Regions from separate parts of the Ovis aries genome. Here region 2 is linked to region 1. Evidence: chromatin contacts called from public Hi-C data. All regions are on one chromosome and are shown on one strand. Each heading gives the region's core, a stretch centred on a gene start, on an enhancer-like site or on the middle of the called end of the contact. The rest is flanking DNA. Distances are from core to core; before and after follow the strand shown.

The links. A called contact is a pair of places that touch in the nucleus more often than the background predicts.
Region 2: a contact with region 1 is called in a Hi-C map of tail adipose tissue, with 2.0 times the contacts expected there. The contact joins the enhancer-like site here to the promoter of CD81 in region 1. A contact is called at or near these places in 7 of 16 Hi-C or Micro-C datasets (blood, hypothalamus, liver and 3 more).

What each region holds. Positions count from the first base shown.
Region 1 is chr21:45,591,047-45,596,846 of ARS-UI_Ramb_v3.0, reverse strand. It overlaps CD81 (CD81 molecule), which reads left to right and starts at 2,653. Exons shown (of 8, transcript NM_001127281.1): 1 at 2,653-2,718. The coding sequence starts at 2,653.
Region 2 is chr21:45,631,144-45,636,943 of ARS-UI_Ramb_v3.0, reverse strand. It overlaps ASCL2 (achaete-scute family bHLH transcription factor 2), which reads right to left. Exons shown (of 9, transcript XM_060404149.1): 4 at 5,231-5,800. It overlaps TSPAN32 (tetraspanin 32), which reads left to right. Exons shown (of 8, transcript XM_060404147.1): 6 at 754-837; 7 at 1,021-1,091; 8 at 1,486-2,667. The coding sequence ends at 1,684. Among named protein-coding and RNA genes, the nearest start is that of TSPAN32, 19 kb to the left of the region's middle. Within about 2 kb of position 2,428, at least 22 of the 54 cell types and tissues checked have an H3K27ac peak or open chromatin away from gene starts, as enhancers often do. A contact at or near this core is called in liver and tail adipose tissue, where this site is marked.

The DNA.
Region 1 (5,800 bases), core at 1,404-3,903:
CTTTCCCCACATTCTTCTGCTACACCCAGTAGCTTCCTGTTTCCAACCTCCCCCTCTGCCTGAAACGCTCCCCTCAATACCCCAACAAAGGTCTGTCTAGTCAAAGCTCTGGTTTTTCCAGGAGTCATGTACGCATGTGAGAGGTGAACCATAAAGAAGGCTGAGCGCTGAAGAACTGATGCTTTCAAACTGTGGTGCTGGAGAAGACTCTTGAGAGTCTCTTGGACTGCAAGCAGAGCAAACTAGTCAATCCTAAATATACATCGGATTGAATTGGATTAATTCATTCAGTCAACCCTGAATACTCATTGGAAGGGCTGAAGCTGAAGCTCCAATACTTTGGCCACCTGATGCGAAGAACTGATTCATTGGAAGAGACCCTGATGCTGGGAGAGATTGAGGACAGGATAAGAGGGGGTGACAGAGGATGAGATGGTAGGATAACATCATTGACTCAATGGACATGAGTTTGAGCAAATTCTGGGAGATAGCGCAGGACTGGGAAGCCTGGTGTGCTGCCGTCCATGGGGTTGCAGAGTCGGACATGATTTAGCCCTAGCGGCTGAACAACAAAAGCACCCCACAGGGCTGGCTCCATCACTGACTTCTCCTGGAACCCCAAGTAGGAGCGCCCCCCAGCCCCCAGTGGCTTTCCATCCAGCATCCTCCGAACAGTGTCCCTTCCCAGCACTGCCATGACCACCGTGGGGTGGCATCTGTGGCCCTCACCAGGGCCTGAGGTCCTCAAGCGAAGGGGGCCTGGCTGTCCAGCTGCTCACAGCGCCTGGCACATAGTTGGCACCCGCAGGACTGAAGCAGCAGACAGAAGAAGCGGGGTGGCGGCCCAAGGACGCAGGCACACGGTTCTGCGGCTCCCTGAGCTTGGGCTCTCTTCCCCACCACCCCCTTCCTAGAAGGCCCAGGGAAGAGACAGCCCACAACGTTGGCAGGGAATGTCTGCATCACTGCAGGGAGAGGATGGGAGGACAGGGTGCCCAGGGCACCTAGACAAAAGTGAAAGTGTTAGTTGCTGAGTCGTGTCCGACTCTTTGTGACCTCATGGACTCCTGGCACCTCCTCCTGTCCTCAGACTGCGGTTTCCAGCAGTCTCTGTCCATGGAATTCTCCAGGCAAGAACACTGGAGTGGGTTGCTGTTCCCTTCTCCAGGGGATCTTCCCAACCCAGGGATTGAACCCAGGTCTCCCACATTGCAGGCAGATTCTTAACCATCTGAGGCACCAGGGAAACCACCTAGACAAGTGACTCTTCAAACTGAAGCCCTGTTCTGCCTCCTGGTCAGCAAAAAGAATCCAGGCAGACCCCTCAAAGACATTACTTCTTTTGGTTATAACCTTCATCACGCACAAACCCCACACCTGCGCTCCTGGCTCTTCCAGAAGCGTGAAGCTGAAACAAATTTTTAAATAAACCGCCGAGAAAGGACTAGCAGAGCCTCTCGATGGATACGACACAGTATCGATGGATACGACACAGTAGCCACTGGCCTTCTTCCGCTACTGAAATGCAAACCCCTGCACCATGAGCAAAATCAGTCAGCCCCAGGCGGTGGCGCTGGCCACGTTTCAAGCGGTCAGTAGTTACTCGTGCCAGGGTGACCGCAGAGGCAGAGCCCCTGTCTCTCCAGCTGCGGTCACCTGGGCAGAAAGCTTGACGAATCACCTCTTTGCCCCCTGGTTAGCTCAGGCAGTGAGGGCAGCAGGGAACTCAGGAGACAGCAGGGCTGTGGGTACTGGCACCACCAGGGTGTGTGTGAAACACGCTGCATGTTCCAGAGGTGGCCTGGGCCTCTTGGACGCAACACTGGCCGGGGACACTCTCTCTGTGACCTTTCCAGCACAGACTCCTCTACCAGCCCTCAGCGATTCCCCGTTTCCATGGGGCAAGGGCCCAGCGGCCTAGACTCGGCTTCTATGATCTTCACGCCAGGGCCTCCTCCACGGTGGCCTCACTGCCAACCCGACCCGGCTTTCTGTCCCGAAAAGCGCTGTGAACAAAGCGCGCTGCTGTCTGCGCTTAGCTGTTGGCCGGTGCATCACCTCCTCCATGGCGCCTTCTAGGATCGTCCCCAGGAGCCTGGAGGAGGGGAAGTGAGTCTTCCCTGGCTGCAGGCCAGTCCTCCCGCGCGGCCCTTCGGGGAATTGAGCGTGCCCGCAGCCCAGGGATGCGTGCGGCTCCTGGCACTGCGCGCCCAGGCCCCTGCGTCCTGACTGTCGTATCTGACACCCCGAAGTGTGCGAGCCACAGGGGGAGGGTCGTGCGCCCCTTCCCCGGGAGCCAGGCTGCGGGCTGGGGCTGCGTCCACTCCGCGCTCCAGCAGCAGGGGCGGGGGCGGGGCCTCGGGGCGGAGACTGTGGGCGTGGCTTCGGCGCCCTATAAATACCGGAGCGGGGCGCGCGCCCGAGCTCAGAGTGAGCGCGCAGTGGCTGCGAAGACTCAGGCGCGTCCCGGCCAGGCCTCCAGCTCGCCGCGTCCGCGTCCCTCCGCGCCCCTCGTCCGCGCCTGACCCGCGCCTTCCGTCTGCGCACCCCAGCTGCCCGCCAGGCCCCCAGCCGCTCTCCAGGCCCCCAGGCCCCGCACCCGACACCCAGGACAGGCACGCGCCCCGCAGGCCGCCCGCCGCCCGCGCCGCCATGGGGGTAGAGGGCTGCACCAAGTGCATCAAATACCTGCTCTTCGTCTTCAATTTCGTCTTCTGGGTGAGCCTGCCCCGGGGTGGGAGGGCACTCCCCGAGCCCGGCAGGCCGCGCGCTCGGCTGGGCCCCGTCAAGGGGGCGCAGCCGGGCCGCCAAGTTGCGGGGCCACCTGTGTGCGCCCAGTCTGGCTGGGTGGGAGGGCCTAGGCCGGCGAGTCGCGAAGGTGGGGGTCGTCCGGGGCCGCCGCGTCCCTCGACGGCGGGTTTGGAGGCTCTAAGACGGGTTTCGGGCCTCTGCGCGTCGGGACCCAGAACCGCGCCGCCGGGCCCTTCGCGGACCCGGGGTCAGTTCCCGGCTGGTGATGGTGGTGGTGCGGTGGGTGCGCGTCCCGAGCCCAGCGCCCGGCTACTGCTTAGTTCTCCGGACCGCTGTTTCTGGGGCCACCCTGCTTCTGGGGGAAAGAGGGGCTCGAGGGCGGGGCTTGAGTCGCCCCGCCCCCATGAGCTCATCAGGGCCACCGCCCCTAGATGGGCGGCCCGGCCCGGCGCAGTGGCTGGCGAGCGGGCGGGCGGGGGGAGGTGGGGTGGCGCGCTGCAGTTTGCCTTAGTCCTGGGGACGGTCCACCCGACTCTGGGCCCGGCTCAGTTCACCCTCCTGTTTACTGTCGCCACCCTGGGGGTCGGTTTGGGGGTCCGTGCCCGGGCAGAGCGCAAACAAGAAGCGCCCTGGACCCGGGTGGCCCGCGGGCCAGTGTGCGCATAGTGGTGTCCCCAGTTGGGGGGGCCGAGCCTCGTCACCCAGAGGTAGATTCCAGCCCCTCCCCGCCCTGGGGCGCTGCAGAGGCTGTGAGGGGCGAGGGGCTGAGCGGTGTTCCGAGCTGGCACAGGCAGGGCCCGGAGAGCGGGGCGACTCCGAGCCTGAGGGTGCTGGGGCGGGGTGGATGCCCATCTCGGGGCTTGGAAAGAGGTGCCCACAGGTGAGACGTCTGAGGGGTGCTGGAGGGTCTCCTGGGGCCTCTGGGCGGCCAGCCTGGGTTGTGTTTCCTGATGAGCCTTAACTGCTGGCTGGTGCCGGTGAAGCTTTGGCTTTTGTTTGCATTTCCTGTTGGTGCTGGAATTAGGGGCGTGGAGCTCTTTTGCTGTCCCGGCGGCCCCCAGGCATGGGCGTCGGGAGCCCCTCTGGCAGCTGTGTGCTGCCACCCCTCTGGGGTCCCAGGGCAGGGACCTGGGCCACCTCCTGGCCCCTCATTGCTTCTCCACCGCCCCAGGCTGCTCAGCCCTTGCCGGGAGGACGAGGACTGTCTGCTGGATGTCAAGTCGACATGGGGAGGCTAAAGTTTTAAAATGGCTCCTGGAGAACCGTGTGGGCCTGGAGACCTCTGTTTGCCCTCCGGACGGCCCGGGGTCCGGTCCCGGGACCCTGAGGTGTTGGCTGGGGAGGGCAGAGACTGGACTTGGGGTGGAGGTGTGACATCCTGCCTGCAGGGGCACCCGTGGGGGCCCAGGGCCTTCAGCCTCTGCCCTGAGGGTGGGAGCAGGGAGGCTGGCAGGATGGGCCAGGGGCCTTGGCAACCTTTGCTGAGGGGCTAGCCTTGGTGTTGATTTAGTAATCGCCTGCTTTGGCCTTGGCAAGGGGTGTCAACCAGACCCCCTCTCCCAGCGGCCTTCACGCTTTTCCCCTGAGTGCGGAGCTTGGGAGGGCCCGGGTGGGAGGTGGTGGTCAAGGAAGAAGACGGAGCTTCCCGGAGAAGCCCCTCCCACCTCGCGGCCTGGGAGGTCTCCCTGCAGACTCCCCCCACCCCCAGCTCCTCCCAGCTGCCTCTGGTAATTTCCCAGGTTTCCCAGGCAGCGGGGGTGGAGGCCTGACACTTCCCCTGGGGCCACTCTATTCAGGCCCGAGGAATTGTTTCCCCTCCCCTCCCTGGGCAGGCCCTTCAGAGCTCTGAGAAGTTAGCTTCCAGGGCACGGAGGCCCCACCCACCCGTGGTGGGGAGCGGGGAGCCCCTCTCTGCACCCCCACCCCCAGCCAAGAGTGTGGAGCCAGGGCCTGGGCCCCGGTGGAGCCTGCTGGCCTGGTCCTGGCCCCCCCCTTCTGAACTGGGGGTCCTGTTAGTTTAGGAGCTGGGTGCTGGGTATGGTGGCCTCAGGGGAGACCGCTCTCCTGGGCAGGTGTAGGCCGTGACTCGGGGAGGGGGCTTCTGGCACTTGGGGGCCTGGAGCACCCTGCAGGGCCAGCCCGACCCGCGCCAGGCTGGGAGGTGGAGGCTGCTGATCTGGATCCGATCCGGGCACTTTGGGCACTTTCGCAAGTTTCTTGCAGAGAGTAAAGCCGTCCCCGTGGGAGGCGCTGCACGGGCCTGCTGGCATGGGGTCCTGGAAGGAGCCCGCCCCCACATGCCAGCGCTCGCGTGCACGCACACAGACACACACGGACTCTCACACACACACAGGCTTACACACACACGGGCTCTTGCACACACACACACCCCATGGGCTCTCACACAGGCTCACACACACGGGCTCTCACACACACACGAGCTCACACACACACACGAGCTCACACACACACGGGCTCTCCACACATATGGTCTCTCACACATACACCCACAAAAATACGGTCTCTCACACACACACACGGGCTCACACACACACACACGGGCTCACACACATATGGGCTCTCTCACACACACACGCACACACATGGGCTGTCACACACGGGCTCACACACACGGCCTGTCACACATACACACACACACACACACACACACGGGCTCACACACACACAGGCTCTCAAACATACACACACACACACACACACACACACCCCATGGGCTCTCACACAGGCTCACACACACGGGCTCTCACACACACACGAGCTCACACACACACACGAGCTCACACATACACGGGCTCTCCACACATACGGTCTCACACATACACCCACAAAAATACGGTCTCTCACACACACACACGGGCTCACACACACACACGGGCTCACACACATATGGGTTCTCACACACACACACACACATGGGCTGTCACACACGGACTCACACACACACGGCCTGTCACACATACACACACACACGGGCTCACATACAGGCTCACACACACAGGCTCACACACACACACAGGCTCTCAAACAT
Region 2 (5,800 bases), core at 1,179-3,678, 40 kb before region 1:
GATGGCAGGTGACATGGGAGACAGTGAAGGCCTTGTGGGGAGGGACTCCTGAGGGAGGGGGCAGGAGGGCGGACCCCCGGTCGCCTTCCAAGAGGAAGTGCAGCCGTGGGGGCGGGGATGAGAGTTTGTCAAAGGGATTCAGGGGCAGATGGATAGACAGACACCAAGCCGGCGTCCTCTCCCCTCAACCTCGGGCTTCAGAACCCAACCCTGCCTGCCCCACCGCACCCCCTGCCCCAGCCTGCCCCCAAACGCCAAGTCCTTCCCCAGAGCCGAAGGCCGCCTCTGAGTGGTTCAGAGCAGGGGCGGGCCCCTCCCCTCCCTCTTCCCTGGAGACAAGGTGCCTCGGTGGACACCATGCCCTGGGGAGGCCGCGGAGGTTCCGGATGCAGCAAGAACGCCCCTCCCTGTTAGCCAGTGCCCTTTCCTCACCCTCAGTGGGGTACCTGGGACCCGGAGTAACTGGGACTCGGCCTGCCCTGGAGGGACAGACACACAGCCCAACACCACGCTCAGGGGCCACTCAGAGGCAGGCCCCGCTGGGCCTCTGGAGCCCATCATCCGCACAGAGGCAGCTTCCATCCTAGCGTCTTTGCTGTTTTCAGCACCTGTCCGGAGCCCGGGGCGGTTGTCCCGGGACAGGCGGCACCCCTAGCCTGGGTCCCAGTGGCCGCTGCGGCCCCACGCCCCTGCAGAGGCGCCGAGCCCCGGCCGGCAGGGGCGGGCTGGGCCCACACGCTGTCCTCTGCCCAGGACTGCCTGCAGGGGATCCAGAGCTTCCTGAGGGCGCAGGGGAACGTCGTCTCCACCCTGATCGGCCTGGGCCTCGCCTTCACGGTAGCTCTCACCGACACCCGCGGCCCCCACCCCCAGGGTCCTGGGGACCCGCAGGGCTCACCCTGCACGGGGACCAGGGAAGAGCAGGCCTGGGCGTGACGGGGCCTCCCCGACTCCCTTCCCCCAGGGGTGGGGGTGAGCCCCCAGAGCTGCTGGGACACGTGCTCTGCCCCGCCCCACCAGGTGTACGCAATGCTGCTTAGCTCCTTCATCTGGTTCAGCATCCGCTCGGGCAGATACTCCGTGAGCCAACGGTAGGCCCGCCTACCACCCGTCCCCACCGCCACCTCCCCAGAAGGGTCCTACGGGCCTGCAGGTGCGGGCGGGGTGGGGGTGGGGGGGCGAGAGCACCACCCCTTCCCGCTCCCGCCTCTGCCCAGCTGTGGGGCCCCTGGATCGAGGGCCCAGGCTGATATCCTAGAGGAGGCGCTTGGGGGGCAGCAAGCTCTCCGCCAGGCAGGCTCTGCCCCCTGCCCGCCCCCACAGACCCCAGGTCTAACAGCGGCATCTCTGGGGCCCCCAGGACAGCCCCCTGCCTCCAGCCACGCTGCGGGCTCCTCCACCATTGACCCGGCCCCTCTACTCTGGGCACCTGCTTGCCCTCCGGGCCCAGCCCCTCTGCGTCCTCACCATCCCTCTGCCCCTCAGGGCCCGCAGCTGCCCTCCCCAGGAGCCCAGAGTCTATGGACGCATACAGGAGGGCTCCCCGTCTCAGCGCCCGTCCAAAGCGGACGCTTCCGGGGGCCGTCTGAGTCCAAGCAGACACTCGGGTCAGCTTCTGCTGCTCCGGGACACCCACCCGCCTACCCACGGAAGCGGAGATGCTGCGGTCTCAACTCGCATGTGACCCTCGTTGGGGGGGGAGGAGCTGTCTCCCTCCACGTGGTGGGGGTGGGGGGAGAGGAGGCTTGACCAGACCAGCACCTCCACTGAAGCAGACGGGGGTTGGGGGAGCGGGGGTCAGCCGCAGACTCTGGGGAGAGGCTGGGGGCTGAGAGTGCGGGCAGAGGGAGTAGAGGGCGGGCTTGGCAGGGCTCCCTGGCCCCCTACGCCCAGGCTCTGGGGAGATGGAAGGATCCGAGGCAGGCTCGGGCAGACTGGGGACAGTTCAGTTCTGCACAGCGTCAGGACTGAGGCCGCCCCCGCGGGCTGCTTGTCTCCGGAGACCACTTCCCCTCTCATATGGCCCCCCATGCTCACGTCCCAGGCAGGAGGGCTCCAGCTCCCCTCTGACCCTCCAAGCAGGACTATCTGCAGGCCCAGGTGCATACGTGAGGCCAACCGGGTGACTTCCCTGTTGACGGGAGAAATCACTCATGTAGTGACGCCATGCGCACGGCCCCGGGGGTGCGTCTGAGAAATCCTGCCTGTGGCCGCCCCTGTGCCCACCACCCGACCACCTGCCGACTGGCATCCTCGGCTCAAGCCCCAGAGCCCTGGGCGGGACACCAGACTGGCCCAGCCCAGCTCTGGGGCCCCGTCGTAGCTGCCAAAGAAGGAAACACGGCCTGTTGAGCTTCTACCAAGGGGGTGCAGCCCCGCCCCACCGAAACCTGCAGAGTCTGCTTCCTCCCCAGTAAGGAGCAGCGTCTGTCAGGTGCAGCCGAACCCGGACAAAGTGACCAATGCCCGCTGCCTGCAGTCACACACACTCCGCAGTACACCTCCCAGAACAAGACGGCTCCCCAGGGACAGAAGCGCTTCCCCGCCGGAAGCTGGTGGGGCGGTTCCGCGGTTCTGGGTTTGGTAACCGTCCAAGGCCTCTGGGGAGGCGTGTTCCTCTCCCGGTTTTGCTCTTCTCATCTTACAAAATAAACTGTAAGGAAGGCACCAGCAGCGGTGGGAAGAGGGAATGGGCTGGTATCAGACACCTCCCTGGCAGTCGGGCGGTGCAGGGGCCGCGCAGCGTGGCGAAAACCAAAGAGGAAGGGGAGGGGTGTGTCCTGGTCAGAGTTCGTAGAATCTAGAATCGGATATGAGCGCGCAGGAGAAGGGTCTGCGCCGGAAGCTGCGGCCGCCGCATGCCCCCCTCCCACGCCCACCCCCGTCTGGGCCTCTCACCGGCTTCCCCTGCTGCCGGGCCGCTCTTCGTGGGGAGGGTGCTGGGAACGAAGGCGTCCTCCCGGTGGTGACCTCTGCCATGAACCCTCATCACCCCCTCACCCCGCCCTCACTCAGGAGCAGGACCCCATTTCCCCTTGACCCCATCACCGCGGCCCCCTTCGGGGCCCCTTAGTCCACTGGCCGAGGAGCCCCTGGTGGGCCAGGTGGAGACTCTCCCCCTTCCAACTCGACGTCACCATTGTTTTGCTCAAAGCATCCCTTTGCTGGGACTGAAAACCAGGTGAGCAGGGACCGACAGGGGCGAGAGGCAGGATGTGAGCAGCCCATTCATTCTAGTCACAGGAAGCGGCCCTCCCCGCCCGCGGCCTCCGCCGCCGTGCATCCTGATTTGGGGGAGATGGCGGCATCGGCTAGCATGTCCAGAGGACACAGGGCAACTGTCACCCCGCTGCCCCCGCCGCGGCCCTAAACGATGCCAGGGCTAGGCCGCCGTCCCATGGGGTCTCCTCCTTGAGGAGCCGGGTACGGGGAGGCTCTCGGGGAGCCCAGGGCACCTCCGCTTGCCTTGCTCCTCTTTCTGTAAGGCCAGGTCCTTGCCCAGAAACAGGGATCCGGGAAGAGCTAGCCCAGCAGCACGGCGTTAGGTTGGTGAATAAGGGAAGTGCGGGCGCAGGCACCGGGCATCCAAATGCAGGGCGCGGGCGGCCGGTGGAGCCGCCGCTGCCCTTCCCGTGGCGGGAGGGCCGTGTTCAGCAGTGTGCCGGCATGACCCGCCGGAGGGGACGTGACTTCAGGGGCGGCTGCGGGGGTAGTGTTTCCTGGGGAGGCTGGCACTGAACTGTGGACGCAGGAAAGTAGGCAGCCTCCCCCGTGTTGGGGGGCACCAGCCGGTCCCCCGAGGCCTGAACGGAACACACGGGGGAAAGGAGAACGCCCCTCCTCTGGCCCCACCCCCTGAGCTGGGGCGACTCCAGGCACCTCCTCCTGCCCTGAGACTGCGGTTCACGATGTCAGCTGGGGCTGAGGCCTCCAGACTCAGGCTGGATGACGTCCCCAAGCTGGCCTTCCTGGGCCACCAGTGTGCCCACGGCAGGTCATTCCCAGCCCCGTAACCACGCGAGCTATTTCCTGGTAGTACATATTTTATAGAGAGGTAGGTAGGTAAATAGCTGGGTGATAGGTGGACGGGTGTATGGATGGAGAGATGGAAGGGTGGGTGAATGAAGGACGGATCGATGGGTGTAGAGACAGATACCCCACTGGTGGGCTTCCCGATGGCCCCCGTGGTAAAAAAAAAAAAAATAAACAAACCAGCCCGCCAAGGCACGAGACTCGAGAGATGGGAGTTCCACCTCTGGGTGGGAAGATCCCCTGGAGGAGGACAAGGCGGCCCACTCCAGCATTCTTGCCTGGAGAATCCCATCGACAGAGGAGCCTGGTGGGCTACAGTCCAGGGGGTCACAAAGAGTCGGACACGACTGAGTGAGTGAGCCCGCATGCACCCCACTGGTGCGGTTTCTCTGGAGATTCCTGGCCCACAAGGGGTCTCACGTCAGTGAACCTGCTACCAGGGGGCAGGCCGGGCTCCCGGAGGCCCGGCATTGTGGTGCAGAGCTGGACGCGCCACTGCGACAAGCTGGGCATCTGGCTGTAGGGGTGTCCTGCTGGGCCCGCGGGCGGCTCCTCTCCCTGCAGGCAGCACGGGCAGGATGGGGAAGGAGACACTGCCTGCCTGCCACGGGCTCCAGGGACCTTACAAGAGTCCAGACCCCCAACCTCACTGGGCAATGGGGAGCTGCTGGCCAGCCCAACTACATGACCCGGTGCACAAATGACACCCCCTTCAAGACAGGCAGCTCGGGTCACCCTGCCACCCCATGTGCAGTGGTCCACCTCTTCCCCGGCCCAGAGGGGAGCCGAACGAGGAGTCCCACAGGGAGGTGAGGTCCTGGCCAAGGGCGCGGCTGTGTGCCTGCACAGGCTGGCACTGACCTTCCGCATCTCAGCTTCCCCAGCAGCTGCTGGGGCCCTGGGGTCCCTGGGTCCCAAGGACCAAGTCCTGTGACCCGGGGGGCACCTCCACCAACTCTGCACACCACTCAAAGTCAGCACCCCGACGTGCCGCCTGGATGCAGGTGAGAGCAAAGCAGACGCCCAAACAAGGCCTCCGCCTCCTGTGCACAGGGGACCAGGGCGCGGGGGCACAGGCTCTGTGAGACCTCTTTTCACAGGGCTTACTCGCGCTCTGCCATGCGGTTTTCACCCAAGCGGCCTACCATGCCTCCTCCAGATCTATCGGCAGGGGTCTGGGGGGCAGGGGTGAACTCACGGTCAGTGGCCTGTGGAGCGAGCCGACGGAAACCAGTGTCTGAGTGGTCCTGACGCGGGGCGCACTGCTGTCCCTGCAGGTGGAGGCACAGGTGTCCAGCCTCTGGTCCTCTGCATCTTAGGGCAGACCTAGAAATGCAAAAACAAAGCCAGGTACTCGCCGGCCGGGCAGCCACATGGGGGCCGGGGCGGGCACGTGCGTAGGTTCGTGCGGACTAAGAACACCTGGAGCAGGACTTGCCTGGTGGTCCAGTGGTTACGCTTCCAACACAGAGGATGTGGCTTCAGTCCCTAGCTGGGGAGCCGAGATCCCGTATGCTTTGGGCCGCAAAACCCAAACATAAAAAAACATAAAACAGAAGCTATATTATAACAAAATTTCAATAAAGACTTAAACAGCACCTGAAGCTGGGGCTGCCTTTACACCACCACCTGATTTTAAGGTTCACTCCCACTTCGCACCCGCCATGGGGCACAGCTCACAGGTTGGCGACCCGACCCAGGGTCCCGTCCAGAGGCAGGGTGCCGAATCGCTGCGTGTGCAGAAGCCAGCCTCCCAGACACGGCCCGT